Linked DNA regions of Mus musculus: regions 1, 3 and 4 are each linked to region 2. The links are chromatin contacts, called in public Hi-C and HiChIP or PLAC-seq maps. All regions are on one chromosome and are shown on one strand. Each heading gives the region's core, a stretch centred on a gene start, on an enhancer-like site or on the middle of the called end of the contact. The rest is flanking DNA. Distances are from core to core; before and after follow the strand shown. Region 1 has its middle 51 kb from the start of Gm29997. Region 2 has its middle 12 kb from the start of Gm29862. Region 3 overlaps Gm29944 (a long non-coding RNA gene). Region 4 has its middle 10 kb from the start of Gm29944.

Region 1 (4,967 bases), core at 2,320-4,819, 240 kb before region 2:
AAAGGGTGACATTGTAGCCTTGTAACCAAAACCTTAGAGATGTCTCAGGTCTGAACATTGTTGTCATTTAGGAAAGGCTGCGAAGCATGAGGAAGCCTTAAATTGATCCCTGACAACAGTGGGACACAGCAATCTGAGCCAACCCTTGAGGTTTGACCTACTGGGCTGAGAGAGCTTGTGTCTTCTTTGTTTAAGAAGAAAAGAAAATATTCACCTTCTTTAGTTCTATTAGGAGTAGTAGCTTTATAGGTTGGACAAATATTCTCTGCTTTACAAAGGAAGGAGACCAAAAATATCACTTAGCTGGAATTATGTATGTATACATATACATATTGTATAACAGACACACATACACACACACACACACAAAACCTATGTTGCAGAAAGTGGTGGTTTGAAAACATCTTTTCTTAAAATTAAGGTGGTTAAACTAACAACATAATGATTTAGACATGATGAAGCATTTCATAACAGAGGAAAAGAAATAGATGGATTAATAAATGCTCTAAAAAATAATGCTAGAGCAACTAAAAATGATAAGTCTCTTCCCCAGTCAAATTTAGGGTAGACCATTATTTAAATTAAAAAAAAAAAGGCTGAAGGGACTGCTGATGGCAACCTCTCAACCTGGTATGGAGATGACTACCATCCCAGCCACCATGGGAGAGATAAGCCAAAGGCTTGACTGAGAGTAGTAGGAAAATTGTTTGAACCAGATTAATACCTCAGGATTAAGTTAAACAGCACACCTGGAAACATTTGCAAACTTTATTATTAAGCATTTTATGGTTGATATATAAATGTTGTTTATATGCTCATTAAACATTAACATTCTAAAAGACTGAGCAAAGAAATATTGAATAACAAATTCAGACATTCACAGAAAGAGGCAATACTCATATAAACATGCAGTGTGGGAATGGGGAGACGTTTCAAAACTCTTTTAAGGATGAACTGAATTCTCATGAGGAAAGGTCTTCAGGTTCCTTGGACTCTGAGATGTAACACACCTAGGTACTCAGGAAATACCCAGACACAGGTGATTGAAAGCAAGCTGGCTACTCAATCTAGCCTAATTGGCAAGCGTTTGGTTCAAGTGACCCTGGGTTCAGTATGTAAGGTAGTGTAGAATTGGAAGGATGGAGCCAAGAAATGCAAATGACCAACGTCTCGTGCAACAGCCAACTTTATTCAGAGCATCAGACAATTCATGCTCTGAAGGTTAAGAAAGGTCACATGAGTAAAGTTCCCATGAGTTCAAGCTGTTCCCAATCACAAGGACAAGCTGTATGTGGTAAAGCCATGTTTTTCTATAGAGGCATCTAAACAAAGAACAATAGCCAATTATGATGAATAATCTGAAGTGAATTCACTCCTATCCTCTACACTTCCAAGAACAATCCTGAAAACAACTGATGTCACAAGACTCACCTGGTCTTGGAGTATTCCCACAAGCACTCAGGATTCTCCTCACACGACCCCATTCTTGGACCATGCTCCAAAAGTGAATGATTGACAAAGATATTCAATATTAGCCTTGGACCACCATGAGTAAACACACACACACACACACACACATACATACACACCTATACACATGCGCCCCAAAATACACATACACACATGCATGCATATTATGTATACATACACAGAACAAACAAACAAACAAAAAAACCAAAGCAAAACAAAAACCCATAAGTCCATTAGGTTTCAAGTTAACTCAGTAAATGTTAAAACCCAGGATTGGCTGGAGATGACACTTCACTCTCTGCTCCTCCAGAAATCTGGAGTTCCATTCCCAGCACCTATGTGGTGGATCACAATCATCTGTAACTCAAATCTCAGGGGATCCAATACCCTCTTCTGGTCTCCAAGGGCACCAGGCACACGCATGGTACACATACAAACATGCAGGTAAAGCGTCTATACACACAACAAACAAAAAAACAAACAACAACAACAATAAAACCTTAGAAAACAGGCTCAACTACAAGCTAATTCTTAACATAGAATACGTTTTCCGTTTGACAGTTTAGATCATGAGAAAGTATTTAGATTGTGTTTCCATGTTCCCTTGCCTGTGTTATAAAGACGCGGATAGGATTGCCTCACTGTATCTCCTTCATAGGGTTATTATGTAGATCAAATGATGTAATTCCCTTTCAGGGTACTAAAAACTCTTTGGCATAGGCACTAAAGGATCTTAGCTAAATTAAAATAACAGCAAATTTTTCTTTTTTTTTTCCTTTTCCATTTTTTTATTAGGTATTTAGCTCATTTACATTTCCAATGCTATACCAAAAGTCCCCCATACCCACCCACTCCCCCTTTTTGGCCCTGGCGTTCCCCTGTACTGGGGCATATAAAGTTTGCATGTCCAATGGGCCTCTCTTTCCAATGATGGCCGACTAGGCCATCTTTTGATACATATGCAGCTAGAGTCAAGAGCTCCGGGGTACTGATTAGTTCATAATGTTGTTCCACCTATAGGGGTGCAGATCCCTTTAGCTCCTTGGGTACTTTCTCTAGCTCCTCCATTTGGAGCCCTGTGATCCATCCATTAGCTGACTGTGAGCATCCACTTCTGTGTTTGCTAGGCCCCGGCATAGTCTCACAAGAGACAGCTACATCTGGGTCCTTTCGATAAAATCTTGCTAGTGTATGCAATGGTGTCAGCGTTTGGATACTGATTATTGGGTGGATCCCTGGATATGGCAGTCTCTACATGGTCCATCCTTTCATCTCAGCTCCAAACTTTGTCTCTGTAGAAATTTTTTCATAGTTCAAGTTATCAAAATATATAGACAATACTTCAAATAAAACTTGAGAAATTGAAATGTCACATACATATAAGCAGCTCAAATTCAACTTAGTGGGGTCCTTTTATTTTTTTTAAGGGGATTGCTCAGATGTTCAGGGCACTTGTTGCTCTTGCAGAGGACCCAGACTCTATTCCCAGTAGTTACAGAAAGGCTCACAATAATTCCAATTCCGGGGCATCCAAAGACCCCTTGTGACCTGCATCAGTTCCAGGCACGCATATAACTCTGCTGAAAGGTTTTTATCCTTCCCATAAATAATCAATATGCTCTTGGACATACTGACATACAAAACTATAGAGAATTAAATTAGATGAATTAAATTAGATGAAGTAATGGTACTTTATTTTAAAAGGTCACATGGGACATATTAAGATTTTGAATTTTTCTCTAAGCATAGCTGCACTGCTGTTCTTGGCTGTAGGTCCTCCGTGCATCTGTGAGAATGCCTCTTAAATCTTACATATTCCTCAGCATAGCATTAGAATGCCTGCTGCAGTCTCGGTTGTGCTGGAAGCTAGGGAGAATACGGAAAGTGTTATAATACTCACTTGTAGAGAGAATAAGAAAATATATGAAAGCTACAACTTGCCCTCCTCTCTCCACACACAAAAGGTAACTGGTAGGTTCCATTAGCTTTCTCTAAACAGAAGTGGGTCTAGGAGAACAACTCTGTTCCTGAGCACTTCTGCCCTCAGCCGTTAATTGTGGAAAATATAAGTCACAAGTGCATGGCTTGCTGCTGCAGTCTACACCAGGAGTGGGGGAGGGGGGCTTCGTCTCTTTAAATTACTCCCAAGGAACTGAGCGCATGTCTAGCCACCGTCTTTTCTTTTACAATTTTCCAAATAATGAGTCCTCTAATTGCTTCTGCTGGAACCCCTTGGCCACCAGTATTTTCCCTCCTTCCCTCCATTCTGCCCACATGTTCACAGATCTGAGCATACTCCATCAATTTTTTTTTTTTTTTTTGGTCTATATTTGATGAAGGTCTGGTTTTTACCCTTCAAGGTCTAATTGGTGAATTGAATCACACAACTTGCTTTGGTCAATCATCCAAGGAGTGCCTTAGGAGCTGGAGGAACATTGTATTTGCAACTTAGCTATCCACCTGTGCTGACAGGGCGTGGAATTTACTGCTGCTCTGAAAGCCTTACAACCGGCACCTCAGAAATTCCACCTTCTCCTGAGCCGCATTATCACAGAGCATTTGTCAGGCAGCCAATTATGTCAGCCCCTAATTGATTTACATTAGCATCTGTAGAACAAAGTGGGGGCGGGGCGGGGAGCCCAGGGTCCAGGTCTAACTTCCTGAGTCTCTGGGAAACACTGCAGGATTGCATAGACATTGGGGTCCTCTTTCTTTCTTTTCTCTTTCTCTCTCTCTCCTTTCCTCTCTCTCTCCTTCCCCCCTCTCTCTCTCTCTCTCTCTCTTGTTTTATTTTTATGTGACATGTTTAAGATCCTATTCATGCTACAAAGCCCCCATGGCATTCTATGATTTTCCTAAACGTGAGCTCATCCCCTCTGTGTCATTATTGCTAAACTCTAAAGAACACCTGGCCCTAAAAGACGGCCTTCATTTTCCCTGGGGTGGGAGCACTGTTTAATGAAACCAAAGAAACCCCTTTGACATTTCTCTTCTACAGTTTTTATTTGAAAGAAAAAAAAAAGGGGTCGTTGGCTTTAATAGCTTGTTTTTATATATGCAGACCCAACTTCTGCTGGATTAGAAGTATAAATCTATATTACTTATTCAGGAACACCTGGTCTGAGGTGAGCTCCAAGTTGAGGGAACTAGGGAATTCAGCCAGAAGGAAGAACACAAGAGCTTCATTCACCACCCTTTGGAGCTCTGGCACAGTTTTATGTATGTAAGAGTTCCCAAGCTAGCAGTGTAGCATCCAGAAGGTGTTGGCATCTCAGGTTGTGGGGCTGGCCTCTGTTGACACATACAAGTGTAATAATTTCTACCCAACCATCATGTGCTGGGCCCCTGGGATGGTCAACCTTTCTGGAGCTAGAGTGGGTATTAGAAAACTGAAGGATGAAAGAAAATACCAGGGTTTACCCTAAACCTCTGCCTGGAAGACAGCCCCCACCAGGAGCGACTACATGCATGCGGTTGGCCACAGAGCATCCCTTATG
Region 2 (5,015 bases), core at 164-2,663:
CACCCAGGAACTTAAAACAACACAGAGTTTAACACAGAGACAAACTAGGTAGAGCAGTTGCTACTCCATCAGAAGGTGAGTTTCGGTCTTAGAACCTATGTTGGGCAGCTCACAACTTCACAGTTGCCTGTAACTCCAGCTCTGGGGTGGAGTGGTCTAGTGCCCTCTCCTGGTCTCTGCAGGCACCTGCACACATATGTATATGTGTACTTGCTTGTGTATCCACAGACATATACCACAGTACACACACTGCCATTACCACACACACACACACACACACACACACACACACACAGTAGATTGCTTGCCCAACATGCACGCTTGATTCTAGGTTCAATCTCTAGAAACAAAACTATTTTAAAAAATGATGAAAGCATCACAATTATTTATCATCATCATCATTATTATTACTTATTTTAATAGTGGAAAGGTATGTGATGCGAACGCAGTGATCTGAAACTGGGAGTAAGAAGCCTATGACAGAGGCTTCTTTGCAGAAGTGTCTAGGTGGCAATGCTCTGTTGGGACAGAAGCTTGGAGTCTCTGGCTAAGAGGCTGAAACTGAGTGGAGAAGACAGAGGTGGGAAGGCTAAACCCTGACAAATACTGCAGCTTTCCCTGGGCATGACCCTAGTGAGGAACATGTCGTGAATACCAATTCGGAGTGCTCCATTTTGAGGTACCTGGGTCTCCCAAAGTCCTCTTGCGTAACTGAATCCTGGCAACAGTTAAGACTTATGTTTGGCGGTAAGGATTCCTCCCGGAGCGTTGAGTTTCTGATAGACTAGACTAGGCGCTGCTAATGTATGTTTAGGTGGCGTGTCTGTGAATGAAATCGAGGGAAAGTCGGCAAATGTTTCGTCTGGGAAAATTCTCCACAGCAAACCCCCAAGTGACAGTACAAACTCTTTTCAGCAAAAAATAAATAGCTGGTCTTTTCCATTTGGTTTTTACCTTTGTGTGGTGCTGGAATCCCCGAGTGTCTGGCTAATAGCGCTATTCCCTCCGATTTTTGCAGCTTCGTCATCTAATACTCAATTAACATACCGTCTGCAACGCTCAGCTAAAGGAAGTTATGTGAGAATGAGAGAATGAGGGACCATCTTCGCTGAAGAACAGTTTTTCTTGTCCAAGAAGCACTGGCAGGAGGAGACTGGGTGCGGGGGGGTGGGGAGGGCCAGATTTTATTTTACTTTACTTTGTTCCCAGTTTCTACTTAAAATTCGGAGCTCAGCAACCATTCCAGTTTCTTCTTCCTGCTCTGAGTTCCCTCAAAAGTAAAGACTTAAACAAGGTGAGAAAGAGGACTGTGGTTCTCCGAGTAAACAGGCCCTGCGGAGCGAGCCTGGACCCAGGGAGAGCCCTCCTCCCAGAAGGAAACCAGATCCCTGGGCAAAATAGGTGAAGAAAAATAGGGCAGCTGTTAAAACATTTAGTCTGTTTTTCTCTTTATCCCCCTTCTGGTCCCCTGCCTCCCAGCCCCCTCCCCCACGCGATCCTTTCCAACCCCAGGCGACTGTGCTCCGGGAACGCAGGACCCCCTCACCGGAGAGCAAATACATGAGCTAGGACAATCCCCGGCCTCTGCTTCCCCGCCGCCCCCTTCCCCGCCCCTCTGCATTCCTGGAGGATAAGCGGAAGATTGAATGGATGAATTTTTGGCAGCTATTTGCAGAGCCCGCAGCCGCAGCTTGGTTTAATTAGGGAATCAGAGCGTTGCTTTTATGTAGGTCACTTTAGGTTCTGATTCCAGATCTCCTATAGCTCTGTCCTTCCTTAAAAAAAGCCAGAAATACATGTACAATTAGAAACTAAAAACACACCAAAAATCTCTCGGTCATGTGTCTCTCTCTGTCTCTCTCTGTTAATTCCCACTAGAATAGCTTAGCTGGGACCCCTCCCTTCTCCAAAATAAGGATAGTATTGTAGCTTAACTCCACCCCACTCCTGTGGTCTGAAACATATGTGCAGAACAGAGAAAATTATTAGCAGGCATGAAGGACATTTTTTGCTTTCTCGATGTTTTTGTCCTAGAAAGACTCCTTGAGCTTTCTTCTACGGAGTCTAACAACGAAGCACCTATTGAGAACTTAATCGCCATCAGTTTGTTAATCTTTGAGATGTAACTGAAAATAAGTACCGAGGTAGGGGGAGAGATGGCAGACAGGGCATTGCAGTGTCTCTTAAAGGAACTCAGACCCCAAATTAAGTGTTTTCAGCCACAGGTGGGGCCCACAGGAACCTCGTCTGAAGGTTTCGTAATGCACAAAGAATTCTCTTTGCAAGGAGCCCAGGAGGGTGAACACACAGGGATCCTCTGTGGCCTTGGGGGTGTGGGGAAGGCCCTAGCAAGTCCTCTGTGTCTGTCAGAAGTTTGTTCAAATGACGCATGGCTTGGATTTAACGTTTTCAGGTACTTTATCTTTACTTTCACATTTGAAATTCGATCAGTCTAACGTAAATACGAAGCAGCCAGGCCTTAAAGAACAAGACAGGCTCTCTAAACACTCTGAACTCCAGAAGAAAACACGGCCATGTTTTCATAATATACTTAGATGCAGGAAATGCATACTTAATGGGCTAGGGTGACTTCATGTAATCTGCCACCCACAGATAATTAATTAAGCTACTCAGTGAGTGTCGGGCAAACAAGTTAACATCGCAGGCTCTCAGGAGTGTGAAGTAGTGTCCTGTTTACATTTCCTGGATGGTTCAGTGAAGAGCTGTGGGAACCACCAAAGGGAGGAGGCTATTTCAAGTTGTGGCCCTCTCAAAATGCTAAGAGCGGCTATTAGCCCTCAAAGGCTGCAGGTCTAATCAGCTTCAAATAGTGAGAAACAGCTGGCCAGGAGGCCGGTCTGTCAGTGTATGAGGTGTCTGTCTGGGAGGTGGCTTGGAGGAGAGCTCACAGACTCCGGCTCATTATCTCCAGAATGAAAATGGAACCACAGCTGTCTCTTCTGATAGATTTGATTAAACTGCTAAGCTGGGGGTGGAGGGGTGTCAGAGAGGGCGAGAGGAACGTCAGCAGAGGCTCGGAGCCAACAGCGTGTGCACGTATATTTCCAAACTCCTCCGGGCAGGAGGTATCTCAGTAATGGGACTTGCCATGAGATCTCTGGCAGGCTCGGTGTTGGAACCACATCACTGAAACTGCTTGTCTTGGGATATTTTATTTTTGTTCGTCTTGTCTGCAACTCTCCCCGCTGTGAATACTATCCAAGAGGAGTAAAAATGAATTCATCATGGTTGTAAACTTCCCAAAGCAGAGGTTTTGCTTTTGCATTTCAGAAGACAACTTCCCAGGGGAGATGCCCATGGAAAAAATGAAGTTTACCTACCACCAAATCAAATTTAAGGTGTCAAAAGTCTGGCTGCCATCTTAAAGCCGTTGAGAAAAGCTGCACACAATAGCTTTGGAGTCGACCTGCCTTTTTACTAGAGCTATTCTGCTGCATAAAGAGTTTTGTATTTTTGTTATAGCCTGAGTTAAACACAGACCCCTTTCCCATTAGCATTGATGGTGACCTAGTACATGAATTCCACAGAGCAACAATGCCCCCTCCTGTCAGCTGTGCTAGGGTGTAGCACCCTTACTGGGGTTAGTGATATAGAAACTCACACTTGCCCCCTCCCCCACCTCCTGGTCATTGGTCCTCTGTAAACATCACAAATGCCCACAGAGATAATAAACCTGAAAATGTATCTTTCTTTAGTCTGTTAAAAAAAAAATAAAATTTAGTTCTTAAGGTCATTGCCATTCTTCTTAAATTTCACAGATAGGTTCAGTTATCTCTGTGGCTGTGGAGATGGTAAGTAAGCATCCTCTATATGGGCTACGTGAGTTGTCTAATGCATTCTATACTTAAATAGCAACGTACTTTGTTCAAACACTAGAGCCTTGATAGAGATGGTCACATGTAGTAGAAAGATCATACAATTGTTTATGAACAAATACGGTAGATCATGTCTTCATGCTTTAGTAACTTCTCAAGAAGGAATGGAGAAGACCCTTAGCTGGGACCAATAAAAGCACCAAGCATCTGGGATGTGGTGGTCAGTATTCCCCTTTTTTCATAAGGCCTACCTCACTTTACTGGATCATGTGGTATGAATGCAAGAGTCCTTTCTTGGGCAATGTTTTAAAATACATTGCAAAAGATTGTCAGGACTTCTCAGTGCATTTATTCCAATTCAGACTTTCCATGGATTTATCATTTGTAGGAGGAACAGTGCGGCCTCTGCATAAATGCCAGCTGCAAAGGCATCTCCTGCAGGAGGACCCAATTGAAGGCTGCCTGGAGATCAAGGATTGCTGAAGCAGGCAGCAATACCAGTCAATTGGGAGCTGCTGTTTAGAAGAGATGCTTTCTTGGGACCAATGGAGCCCTACTGGAAGGTATTAAAGGAGCTTGCAGAGGCATTCAAATGAGTTTCTCACCTGCTTCTGGAGTCTGTGCCTTTGACTCAAAGTCACTTCACCTCCAACCCCCAAGGGCAGGTAGGGTCGGGCCACAGGCAGTACAGGGCAAGGCAACAAACATTAATCATATTTTTGGAAGTTTTCATGGTTTTAATACATTCTGAAAGAAACTAGCTAAAGTTTGTTTTGTGTACACGAGTGTCCCATGAGTGTGTACATGCCTGTTCACTTACCTTGGCATGGTGTATATGTGTCTGAGTGTGAACTTTTTGTTTTGGGGTTCTTTTTCTGATTTCTGGGTATTGAAAGGAGTGCAAAGACAGCACTCTACCACTCGGGGGTACATCTCCCAACTCACTAATGTGAAGAATTACACAGTAGCTTGGTGTTTGGAAATTAGAGGCAAATCCTAAACATATTCCTTCCTAGCCACACGAAGACAGCTCATGGGGACTCTCTGCATGAGGTTAGTGGCTTCACTCTCATCTATTAATGTAGATTCCCATGTCTTTAATTACATTAAATAATGACGAGGTTGAAACTTGCATGGCATATGCAGTGAGCTAATGAATTCTTTTTAGATGTTGTGTTT
Region 3 (5,102 bases), core at 2,179-4,678, 140 kb before region 2:
CAAAAGGTATTTAATTGCTGGTTCACCCTGCATACGGTATATGCATTCACGACTGCCATAAAAATCAAGCAGTTTGAAAAAGCAAGGACCATCTCTTCATCAAGGTGATATCACTGTGATTGAGGTGGGGAGGCCTTCGTCAAAGGGAGCCATGCCTAAATCTCCCGAAGAAGGCCTTCTCTCTCCCAGCCCCTCCATATTCTCAGTACTCACTTGGAACCAAACCAGGTTCTCTCTTCCCATCCCAGGCTCTTCCTTCTCCTTTCTGCCTGACACATGGGTGCCCTTATGGGAAGCACTAACCAGGAACCCTGTTCTCAACTCCCAGGGGTATGTCTGTGCGCCTGAGTACACAGGAGCCCAGGAGCCAGAACAATCATCTCAGACACCAGTTCTCCCCCTGAAAACACAGGCTGAGGAGCCCATGACAGATAGTATTCTGCCTCCCCTAAGCACCAGGTAGGATTCTGTAACTTGACTCCTTGACGAAAGCCGGAACCATTTGGCCAAAGCTGCCAAGTTGTTCTGCTTGCTAAGGCTGAAACATGGTCCCCTCTCTCAAATACATTTTTACCAGCTGTCTGTTTTTGATGATTTCCTTCACTGACTAAGCTTGGCTGTCCTGGAACTTGCTGTGTAAACCAGGGTGATCTTGAACTTAGAGATCCACCTGCCTCTGCTTCCCGAGTGCTGGGATTAAAAGCATGTACATGGCCCTTAATTGGAAGCTTTTCTGGGTGGGGTCTTGCCCTGAAGTCATCACTCCTTTTATTATATTTAGCATCAGGTTTTTCTTTAAACTTTTATCTCCTAGAGCATTAGCCTAAGCTCTATTATACTTCTTGGTGCTCTTTTTTTTTTCTACCTGTACATTTTATATTCTTCCTTGCTTGGCATGTTTTTGTGCTTGGTTTGCTGTTCTTTATAGATCTGCATATAAATAACCAGATAACACAGTCAATATTGGGTTGTTTTGAAATCTCCTCTGCCAACAACGTTAGTTTGAAACTCTTCAACCTAGCCTCCAGCAGACTTTTCAGGCAAAAGCCAAAACAGCCACAGTCTCTGCCAAAATAACCTAAGAATGATCTCTATGACAGGTATAGATCTCTGAAATCTCTACATTATTCTCAGCAGTGCTGTCTTCCCCACTCCTGCTGGAATGGCCCAGTAAGTCCCACTTAAAGCATTCAACTGCCTTCCTAATTCACAGTTCCAAAGTCCACATACCACCAAAAACAAACAAAAAGCAAAACCTCCCCTCCCCCCAAACATAGTCAGGCCTGTCAATGAAATACCCCACTCCTGGTACCAACTTCTGTCTTATTTGGGTTTTATATTGCTATGAAGAGACTTTATGACCCCTGCAACTCTTGTAAACAAAACTATTTAATTGGGGCTGGCTTACAGTCTCAAAAGTTTAGTCCATTATTGTCATGGCATGCAGACAGACATGATGCTGGAGAAATGCCTGAGAGTTCTACATCATGATCCACAGGGAGTAGGACTAGAGAGACAATGGTCCTACCTCGAGCTTTTGAAAACCCATTCCTAGTGACACAGTCTCTCTAACAAGCTGACACCTACTCCAACAAGACCCTAACCTCCCCCAAGTAATGCCACTCCCTAATAACTAAACATTTAAATAAATGAACCTATGGGGGCCATTCTTTAAACCAGCACTGGTCTCATCATTAAAACAAAACCCAATGTCCAAAAACTCTCTTGCTTTTCTGTATAGCTTTTCTTTGATGTCTAGAATCACAAAGAATTACTCTGATCAAGCATGCTCAACTTTTGACAATGTGATGCACTGTTGTCTGCTACTACATTCACACTTAAGAAATGTTCAGTAATGTTAGAAAGGAAATCTTACCCTCCCCCTAGAATATCAGTTAATGATGTCTCATTGGGCCATATTCTTAACTTTCCTGGAGTACACGCAGCAGCAATGTCTAAGCAATCATGGAAACACTGTGGAAGAATGAATTCTCATATATGCTAATGTCTTCAATATGGTTTTAATTTTTTCTTTTTTGTACAGTATTATAATAATGCAATTAAATTCTACATTCTACATTTTTTCTTGCTGTGTTTCTGTATTTATTTTATTGATGATTGATGTATAATTTCCAAGCATGTACTTTTCTCTACACATATTATCTGTTCAAAGTTTTCTATGTGTGGTTTCCCTTTAAAAGTAGCATTTTTATTTTTAACTAAATTATGTTTTGTATATTCAGGGCAAAGATGATCTCCTTTGATAGTCGCTTACAATTAATGATCTATGTTCTAAAGTTCTTAATGGATTAACATTTGAAATTAAATGAGTTTTGAAAACTGTTTATAAAATATTTTGATGAGAGTTTTTTAATATGATGGAGGCTGAACTTTTTAATTAAAAGCAAACTCTAAATTTTAAACTCATTTTTAATTTTTCGTATATTCATTTTCTTATTATTTTGTGGAAAGCTACCAAGTTCTCTGGAAAGCTTATTGAAATTATTAGTCTTCAGTAGCTATGATTTTTATGATAAAGATGTGGGATTTTGGCATAACTCCCTCTTGGTTTTTCTGAATTGCACAATGAATGACAGGAAACATAAGAGAAGATAACATAGACTATTTGTATAGCTTGTTTGGTTTTTGTTTTTGGTTTTTGTCTTTTTGAGACAGGGTCTCTCTGTGTAGCCGTGGTTATCCTAGAACTTACTATAATGACCAGGCTGGCCTTAAAATCAGAGATCTACATGCCTCCACCTCTCAAGTGCTATGATTAAAGGGATGTGACACTACCACCCTGATAGATTATTTATAAATATACTACAAACACATTTAGAGCCATACTGCCTCAATATCTTTCTCAAGGTCTTGTACATCTGTGCCATAAATCCTAGCCATATGTAATATCTTTCTGAACCTTAGTACTTTAGCATTTTAAGGCAGAGTTATTTTCCTCTGATCAAAGATTGGAGACAGAATGTCTCCTGGTCTAACTTCGTTGGAGTGTTATTCTTCAGTGGTGTCTTTTCCCACTTTGACATCTGGTAACGGGGACCATAGACAAGAATCATCTCCAGCAGGGAAGCCCATATTTTGTTCTCCATCATAAAGAGGACTTCAAATGAGTCCAGACCTAGCCATAAGCTTCCCGTCTATTTTAATATGGCACATGCTGAATTCACTTGGGGTCATCTCTGCATTCATCGGCCTAGAAGCCGTGATCTTGGTCCGTGGTTTCCAAGAGTAGATTTCTGCCCTCTCCAACCCTCCTCCAATATTATTTTCTTTGAGCTAGCCTGTCCAGCCCAGATCTTGAGTATAAATAGCTGCTAGTTTGCATTTCTTGAGTACTGGTGCCCTGCTATTGCTAGGTTATGTGAAACCCTTTCTTGTGTTGAACACAAGACGCCCCTGATTATTGGTACCACAGATTCTCACATTCTTAATCAGTTCCACCTGGCCAATAAACAGTCAAGCCAGGGCAGCTTCTCTTCTTCGTGGGTTTTCTACTTTATGGGTAGTAAAGCTGTCTTTGGTGTGATTTAGGAATCCCTTTGATGCCTGCTAGTTTACTGTATTGATATTTCAGGAGTGTTGGCAGTTGCAGCCAAGACTTCACTAGGGTCCCCGTGAACTGTAGCAGTGTGATAGTCTGAGTAAGTCGTAGGGGACACAGCTGGGAACATTTCTTCTTTTACCTAACCCGACAGGGAGACAATTAGAAGTGTTCTTGTTTCAACATGCTAGGTCAGAGGTGGCTAGGTCCTTTTCAAACCTAGAGGAAGGAACAAAAGAGATATGGAAGATGATAGAGAAAAAGGAGAGGAAAGATGAAGGATGCTTTTGAATGCTGTGAAAATTGTGAATTGTGTTTTTGAGATGGTCCTGCATTCAAAGCCACTGCTGTAAATCAATCTGCTGGTCTGCAAGTTGAAAAGGAGCAAGAGGAGGGGGAGGAGGGAGAGGAGAGGAGTGGGGAGGAGGGAGGAGGGGAAAGCTGTGCCTCCTGTAATTTCAAGGAAAGAGACACATTGAGACCATTCTGTCTTCCCTTTTCAATCTCCAGGCTTGAGGTCTTTTTATTTTCACTGTCTGGTTTGGGCCACATGTCGCTGCTTCTTGGGGGACGTGGTTTTTATTTTTATTAGTCTTTTATTTTATTTTATTTTCTAACCAATATGTGAAGGGCTTTTGAAGTGGAAAGGATTAGATAGTGTGAGAGGTTAGTTCACCCATACGACGCATACATAAAGTGAGAACATTTTAAGGATTTGCAAAACTTTGCATGGCACGTTTATTTTAAGCAATGCATTTAGATCATCTTTACCAAATAATTGTTACAGTCCGAACTGGGTTGAACCAGTTCTATAGCACAGAGCCTTTCTTTGTGTTTTCGGTAGATATCAATCTGTAATTAATTATTTGGGTCACTTCTTGAAAAGAATGAGTGTCCTCAGCCTTATCATTACATTTATTATTACGTCATTCTCATGTGTTAATCACAGGGAGTATTAATTATCCGTATTTATAGAGCTGAGGGGTGTTCTGTAGTAGCTGAGAGAATGCTCCTGCTCCAAGGTTAGTCATTCAGCAAACACACGGGCATTGTCATGTCTTAGAGATTTAAATTTTCTTAGTACCTTTCCTCAAGTACATTAAATATCTTAATGAATTTTTAAAATACTTGTATAATTAAAATATTACTCAGGTTAGATTTATTAATTCATCTTGCAGATAGCGAGAAAACTATTAGAGATAGACCACATAGTGTGTTACGAATGGGCACAATGTATATGTGTCTGTATGCATGTGTGTGTGGTGTGTATTTATGTATGTGTGTGTGGTGTGTGTAGTGTGTGTAGTTTGTGTGTATGTATGTGTGTGTATATATGTGTGTGTATGAATGTGTGTGTGCTCTGTGTATATATATATGTGTGTGTGTGTGTGTGTGAATGTGGTGTGTGTATTTATGTATGTGTATATGTATGTGTGTGGTGTGTATGCATATGTATGTGTGTATGTGTATGTATGTGTGTGTATGTGTGTGTGCATGTTTGTGTATGTAGTGTGTACATATGTGTGTATTTGTGTGTGGCCTG
Region 4 (4,700 bases), core at 1,004-3,503, 160 kb before region 2:
TGCTGGGAATTGAACTCAGGAACTTTGGAAGAGCAGTCAGGGCTCTTAACCACTGCGCCATCTCTCCAGCCCCTGGGTTAAGATTTCTATGTTGCTGCGGATGACCTTAAACACATGATTCTCCTTCCACTTCCTAAGTGGTGGGATTACCAAAGCATTTTGTTTACAGAGTTTTGGAGATGAAACCCAGAGCGCAGTGCATGCGAGGCAAACACTTTACCACATCCCCAGCCTTAAGGTTTGAAGGGTTAAGCCTCTCTAGTGTGCTTCTGTGGCAAAGGAAGACTTTAAATGAGTCTAGGTGGAGAAGATGCTATTGAGAGATGGGATACAGTATTCTTGTGTGTACAGATGCTGATATTATTGGTCAGGCTGAGTGATAGGGAACCTGCTTGTGCCCAAGTGGCCAATGGCACTATGAAAACCTGACAGGAAGTGTTGCTCATTACTGTTTAGGAAGGCTGATGGCAAAGTTGTTTAACATTTCAGTTGCAAGCCTCCTGATAGTTCTTACATTCCCTGTTGCCTGGAGGTTCAGCAAGGACTCAGGTCAAAGCTGTCCTCAAATAATTCATTTTAGGGAATCTGTGTTAATCACTGGTGCCATGAGGTAGTGATATAACGTCTATGTAGTATCATAGAGAAAAGGGACAGAAATATTAGTCAGTATATACAGAGTATGGCATCTTTCTGCTTTTGATATGATAAGGGCATTTTGAAATGACTTAAGGGAAATATGGCAAACTCCTAATAAATGGTCGTGTAACATTGGATCACATTTTCCCTTCTTTACAGCGCAATTTAAATATAGTTGTCACATGAGAAAAATAATGAAGTGATAGAAAAGCAAACTGGAAAAGCTCAATGCTCTCAGTGTATGGAGAGGAGTGTCTGTCTCGGCTAGCAGCTGCTAATCAACACAGAGGAGCTCAAGATGATGCAGTCTTTCCAGAGTCAAGTGAGTTTGCCATGATAAGCAGATACGGAGAAAAGACAACTGAGTCCTAGCTAGACACTGGAGAGAGTCGCAATGAACTCAAGTACCCAATGCAGGAACGGGCCAGGGAGAGATGGGAAAACAGGGGGGAGAATTTTTGTAGAAATCCTGTTGTGCTTTTACATTGGGTTGGCTACATGCTTAGCGCCCATCAGGTAATTTGATGTGGATGGTTGGAGCAGGAGTTAGAGGTCACGATCATCCGTAGAGGAAACGGTGTCAGTATCTGAGGACACAGTGGCGCCGCTATGAGGATGTGAAGTCTTTGAGGAAAAGATTCTAGAGAGAGCTCAGAGCCAGGGTATGAACCATGGACACTCAGATGGGCGGTCTGAACTACGGCTAGCCAGAGCGCACTGCTTCTGTGAGTCAAGGGTATACAAAAGTGAAGCCAAAGTAAAACGCAATTTGTTCAGGATAAAGGGGTGGGGGTGGGGGGAAAGACACAAGGTTGAGTTTCAGGTGACCTTCGTGTGGTGACCGTAGTGAATTCATGAAATCTGTTCATACAGAGCACAAGCATACCAAGAAATCCGTGGGTCTAGACTTTCCGTGTCAAGTTCCGGTGCTCAACTGGAGAGAAATAGCCAGGTGATTCCGTGTCAAGTCCCTGTGTCTCAACTGGAGAGAAATAGCCAGGTGGACGGTGGCTGTGAGAACTCATGTGAATAAGGTTGGGTGGTGGAAACCATGACAGGGTGGTGGGGCAGGGCGTGATAGCTCAGAAAGAGTAGGTCAAACCGCATATACACCAAACTGAGTGACAAGGACTAAGAGGTGGCCATTGCTCGGGCTGTGGGGTGAGTCCTCGGAAGAGAGATAGGATCTAAAGTGGAATAGCATGAACGAGATAGAAGAAACTGGAAAGCAGCTTCTACCCACCAGGTTCATGCTTTGTCTTTATGACGTGGAAAAGGAATCAGGAAAGAAAGATGGTTAAAACCTCACACTGGCACTAACTGGTTAAAGCAGGTCCAAAGGATTGGAGTTGGTGGGGGGTTGGGAGGGGAGGGAGGTGTGGGCACCCCTGCTGTGCGGAGGAGACCTCACAGAAAGGCTTTGCAAACACCTCCTAATGCAATCGCCCTCTCCCCTCCCTCCTCTACAAACTGAAACCTGTGTTTTAACTACTCTGGCTGGCATCGGTTCACAAAAATAATTAACATTCCTCAAATTAATAAGTTCTTACTCCTTTCGCTTTTGAGCTGGCTGCGGGAGTTGCGGCCTTTGCTGATCGATGCTCCCTCAGTGTTGGCTTGCCTGCCCTTTCGGCTTTGAAATCCCAGTCTACTTTTTCTCTATCCTCTGGCAGTGCAGAGCACTGGATGCTTGCCATGAAGGCCCCAGAGTGAAATTCCATGGGGCTTAGACTTTAAAATCAGATCGTCTGAGATATCCTCCGAATTTGGCAACAAAACCCATTTAAGGTGTATTTTCTTTCCTTTCGATGGATAACGCGGGCCAGGACCCAGCTGTTTTATGTCATCGTAAGGCAACAATGGAGAGAAAAGTTAATTTTTTTCACTGATATATTTTAAATTATTTTGTATAAATCCCTCTGTAATTTTATTTTTAAAATGCAGTTTATTTTAAAACAAGAGCCAGGGGGTTGAAGCAACATTCGCAGGATCGTGGGGTCCATCAATAACAAAGTGGAGTGAGAACGGATGGGCTCCCTGGTAGATCCAGAGTTACATGGCCAGCAGCTGCTGAGATACTGCAAACAAACGCATCATTTCTTTCCTTCACTCCGTTTTCTTTAAAAAAAAATAACTGCACTCTTTGTCATCCAACCTCAAGCAGTGGGTCTCGATGCTTCTGAACGATAGAATCTAGTCTGTCTGCAAGTCTTGCTATCTGCTTCTGTGAAGGGAGCTGGCTGCCCAGTGAATGAAATCCAGTTTTTGCTTGCCTCAACTGCCATCCTCTAAACCAGCTGTAATCGGTTCATTTTGTAATTATCCCCTCTGTCAAGAGAATTAGTTTGAAGGGCTTCTTCAGTCTCTACATTGCGTGGTCAAAAAAAAAAAAAAAAAAAAAAGAAAGAAAGAAAGAAAAGAAAAGAAAAAAAGAAAAAGAAAGAAAGAAACCATGTCCCAAGCAAGGCGCAAAGCAATGAAGATATCCAACAAACCTATTTCAGAACTGGTACGTTATTTGTCCCAGAAGTTGGTTAGTTTTAGTTTTATAAATTTAAATATAAAACACATGAAAGACTCTTTTGAATGTGGGCCTCTAAGCTTCCCTTAGAAGAGGAGGGTCTGCCTCTGTCAACTGAATTAAACATGACATGGGATTCCCAGGGCAGAAATTTGAGCTTTTCAGAGAGCACGTTAGGTGGTTGGACTGAGGGGACAAATAAATCAGAGATTTGGAAAGCTTATAGTTCTTATCAGGTCTTATTTATACTCTTGGGGGTGGCAGCTTGTAAAACAAATTAAGACGCCCCATGCTGTTCTCTGACTCCCATGATACTTTGCCAGCCTTGTCTGTGGTGATAACCCTACAGGGTTAAGTTCTGTTTCAGAATGGGGAGTCCTTTTCAATACCTCGGAGCCTTTTCTTTCTCATGAGTGATATTTTTAACGCAAGAGTACAACTGAACAAAACAGCTTGTACCCACTTCTGGCGGTGTTAGGGTATGGGTATGCCTTCAAAGACTAGATGTAAATAAAGTGTGTCAGTTAGGAACGGATCAATCGGACACTTATGTGATCAGGAGAAGGCTTAAATGATAGCTTAGTAGCTTGGAGGATCCGTCTCAACCCAAGAAGCTGAAGTCACGCCTTAGAAGTCACACACATATGCTAGAAGTTTGGCCGGTCGCATACGCTCTTCATTTGCCGTGGATGGCATTCTTGAGTATAAGCTTTGGATTCCAAGGTTTGGAAGTTGTCACCGTGAGACATACTTTGTGTCTTCAATGGGTGTGTCTATTTTCACAGAATTGAAAGTATTGCCCATACTTGTCCAAAGTTGATAAAAGACAAGGAAAAGTATGACTAGAAACCAACATTCTCATATTACGCCCTCTCTGCACAAGCAACCCTGTGAATACCTGGGACTTCTGTATTTTAAAAACATCAGTACAGGAGCTGGATAAATGATTCACGAGCACTGGCTGCTCTTTCAGAGGACCTGAGTCCAATTCCCAGCACCTACATTGCAGCTTACAACTGGTTGTGACTCCAGTTCTATGGAATCTGGTATCCTCTTCTGACCTCCACTGGCACTAGACAGGTAAGAGGTGCTCAGGCATACATGCAGGCAAAACATTTGAAATGCAAAAACAAATCATAAAATAATTAAAACAAGTGTTAACAGAAATCAGTCATATTTTTAAAACGTCAGAACTGTCAGGGCAGCACGAAATGAAAACACGGCAGCATAGTAAAACAATAGTGAAGTAATTTTGAAAGCAGTCAGCATCCACCATGAAAAAATAACAAGAACAATAGTGTGCTTTATATAAACACTTCATTTGATTTACACACAAGAAGGGATATTATGCATAGGACTATTACTGTGCTAATGACTAAGACACACAAACGCTCAAGAGCGTGGCTGGGCATGGAGTGTTTGCACGTAAAGCTTCTACTACCTTCTACTACCACACCTATATCTTCTATTACCACATATACACGCTCAGTAATATTTAAACCATACTTTAGAAATGGTACAGCTTTCGTCCCTTTCCACAGAC

Evidence for each region. Hi-C and Micro-C count contacts between places; a contact is called where the count stands out from the background. HiChIP or PLAC-seq counts read pairs in DNA pulled down with a chosen protein or histone mark.
Region 1: a contact with region 2 is called in an H3K4me3 HiChIP or PLAC-seq map of embryonic limb bud, with 5 times the contacts expected there. The contact joins two enhancer-like sites. A contact is called at or near these places in 1 of 39 promoter capture datasets (neural stem cells), 1 of 484 Hi-C or Micro-C datasets (cerebral cortex), 2 of 115 datasets of contacts at active chromatin or transcription factors (embryonic limb bud and stem cell-derived stembryo) and 3 of 9 other capture datasets (adipose tissue, embryonic stem cells and pancreatic islet).
Region 3: a contact with region 2 is called in an H3K4me3 HiChIP or PLAC-seq map of embryonic limb bud, with 3 times the contacts expected there. The contact joins two enhancer-like sites. A contact is called at or near these places in 3 of 484 Hi-C or Micro-C datasets (embryonic fibroblasts and nephron progenitors) and 4 of 115 datasets of contacts at active chromatin or transcription factors (the NIH/3T3 cell line, craniofacial prominence, embryonic limb bud and 1 more).
Region 4: a contact with region 2 is called in a Hi-C map of stem cell-derived cardiac mesoderm, with 3 times the contacts expected there. The contact joins two enhancer-like sites. A contact is called at or near these places in 1 of 15 datasets of contacts at CTCF or cohesin (the NIH/3T3 cell line), 4 of 484 Hi-C or Micro-C datasets (cranial neural crest, embryonic fibroblasts, stem cell-derived cardiac mesoderm and 1 more), 9 of 115 datasets of contacts at active chromatin or transcription factors (the NIH/3T3 cell line, craniofacial prominence, embryonic forebrain and 6 more) and 1 of 9 other capture datasets (embryonic stem cells).

Annotation. Positions count from the first base shown.
Region 1 is chr10:126,028,198-126,033,164 of GRCm38.p6, reverse strand. No RefSeq gene overlaps it. Among named protein-coding and RNA genes, the nearest start is that of Gm29997, 51 kb to the right of the region's middle. Within about 2 kb of position 3,569, at least 12 of the 459 cell types and tissues checked have an H3K27ac peak or open chromatin away from gene starts, as enhancers often do. A contact at or near this core is called in embryonic limb bud, where this site is marked.
Region 2 is chr10:125,783,604-125,788,618 of GRCm38.p6, reverse strand. No RefSeq gene overlaps it. Among named protein-coding and RNA genes, the nearest start is that of Gm29862, 12 kb to the right of the region's middle. Within about 2 kb of position 1,413, at least 103 of the 459 cell types and tissues checked have an H3K27ac peak or open chromatin away from gene starts, as enhancers often do. A contact at or near this core is called in embryonic fibroblasts, embryonic limb bud, stem cell-derived cardiac mesoderm and 1 more, where this site is marked.
Region 3 is chr10:125,920,672-125,925,773 of GRCm38.p6, reverse strand. All of the region lies in intron 1 of Gm29944 (a long non-coding RNA gene), which reads left to right. Among named protein-coding and RNA genes, the nearest start is that of Gm29944, 15 kb to the left of the region's middle. Within about 2 kb of position 3,428, at least 15 of the 459 cell types and tissues checked have an H3K27ac peak or open chromatin away from gene starts, as enhancers often do. A contact at or near this core is called in embryonic limb bud, where this site is marked.
Region 4 is chr10:125,946,599-125,951,298 of GRCm38.p6, reverse strand. No RefSeq gene overlaps it. Among named protein-coding and RNA genes, the nearest start is that of Gm29944, 10 kb to the right of the region's middle. Within about 2 kb of position 2,253, at least 29 of the 459 cell types and tissues checked have an H3K27ac peak or open chromatin away from gene starts, as enhancers often do. A contact at or near this core is called in embryonic fibroblasts, stem cell-derived cardiac mesoderm and vascular smooth muscle cells, where this site is marked.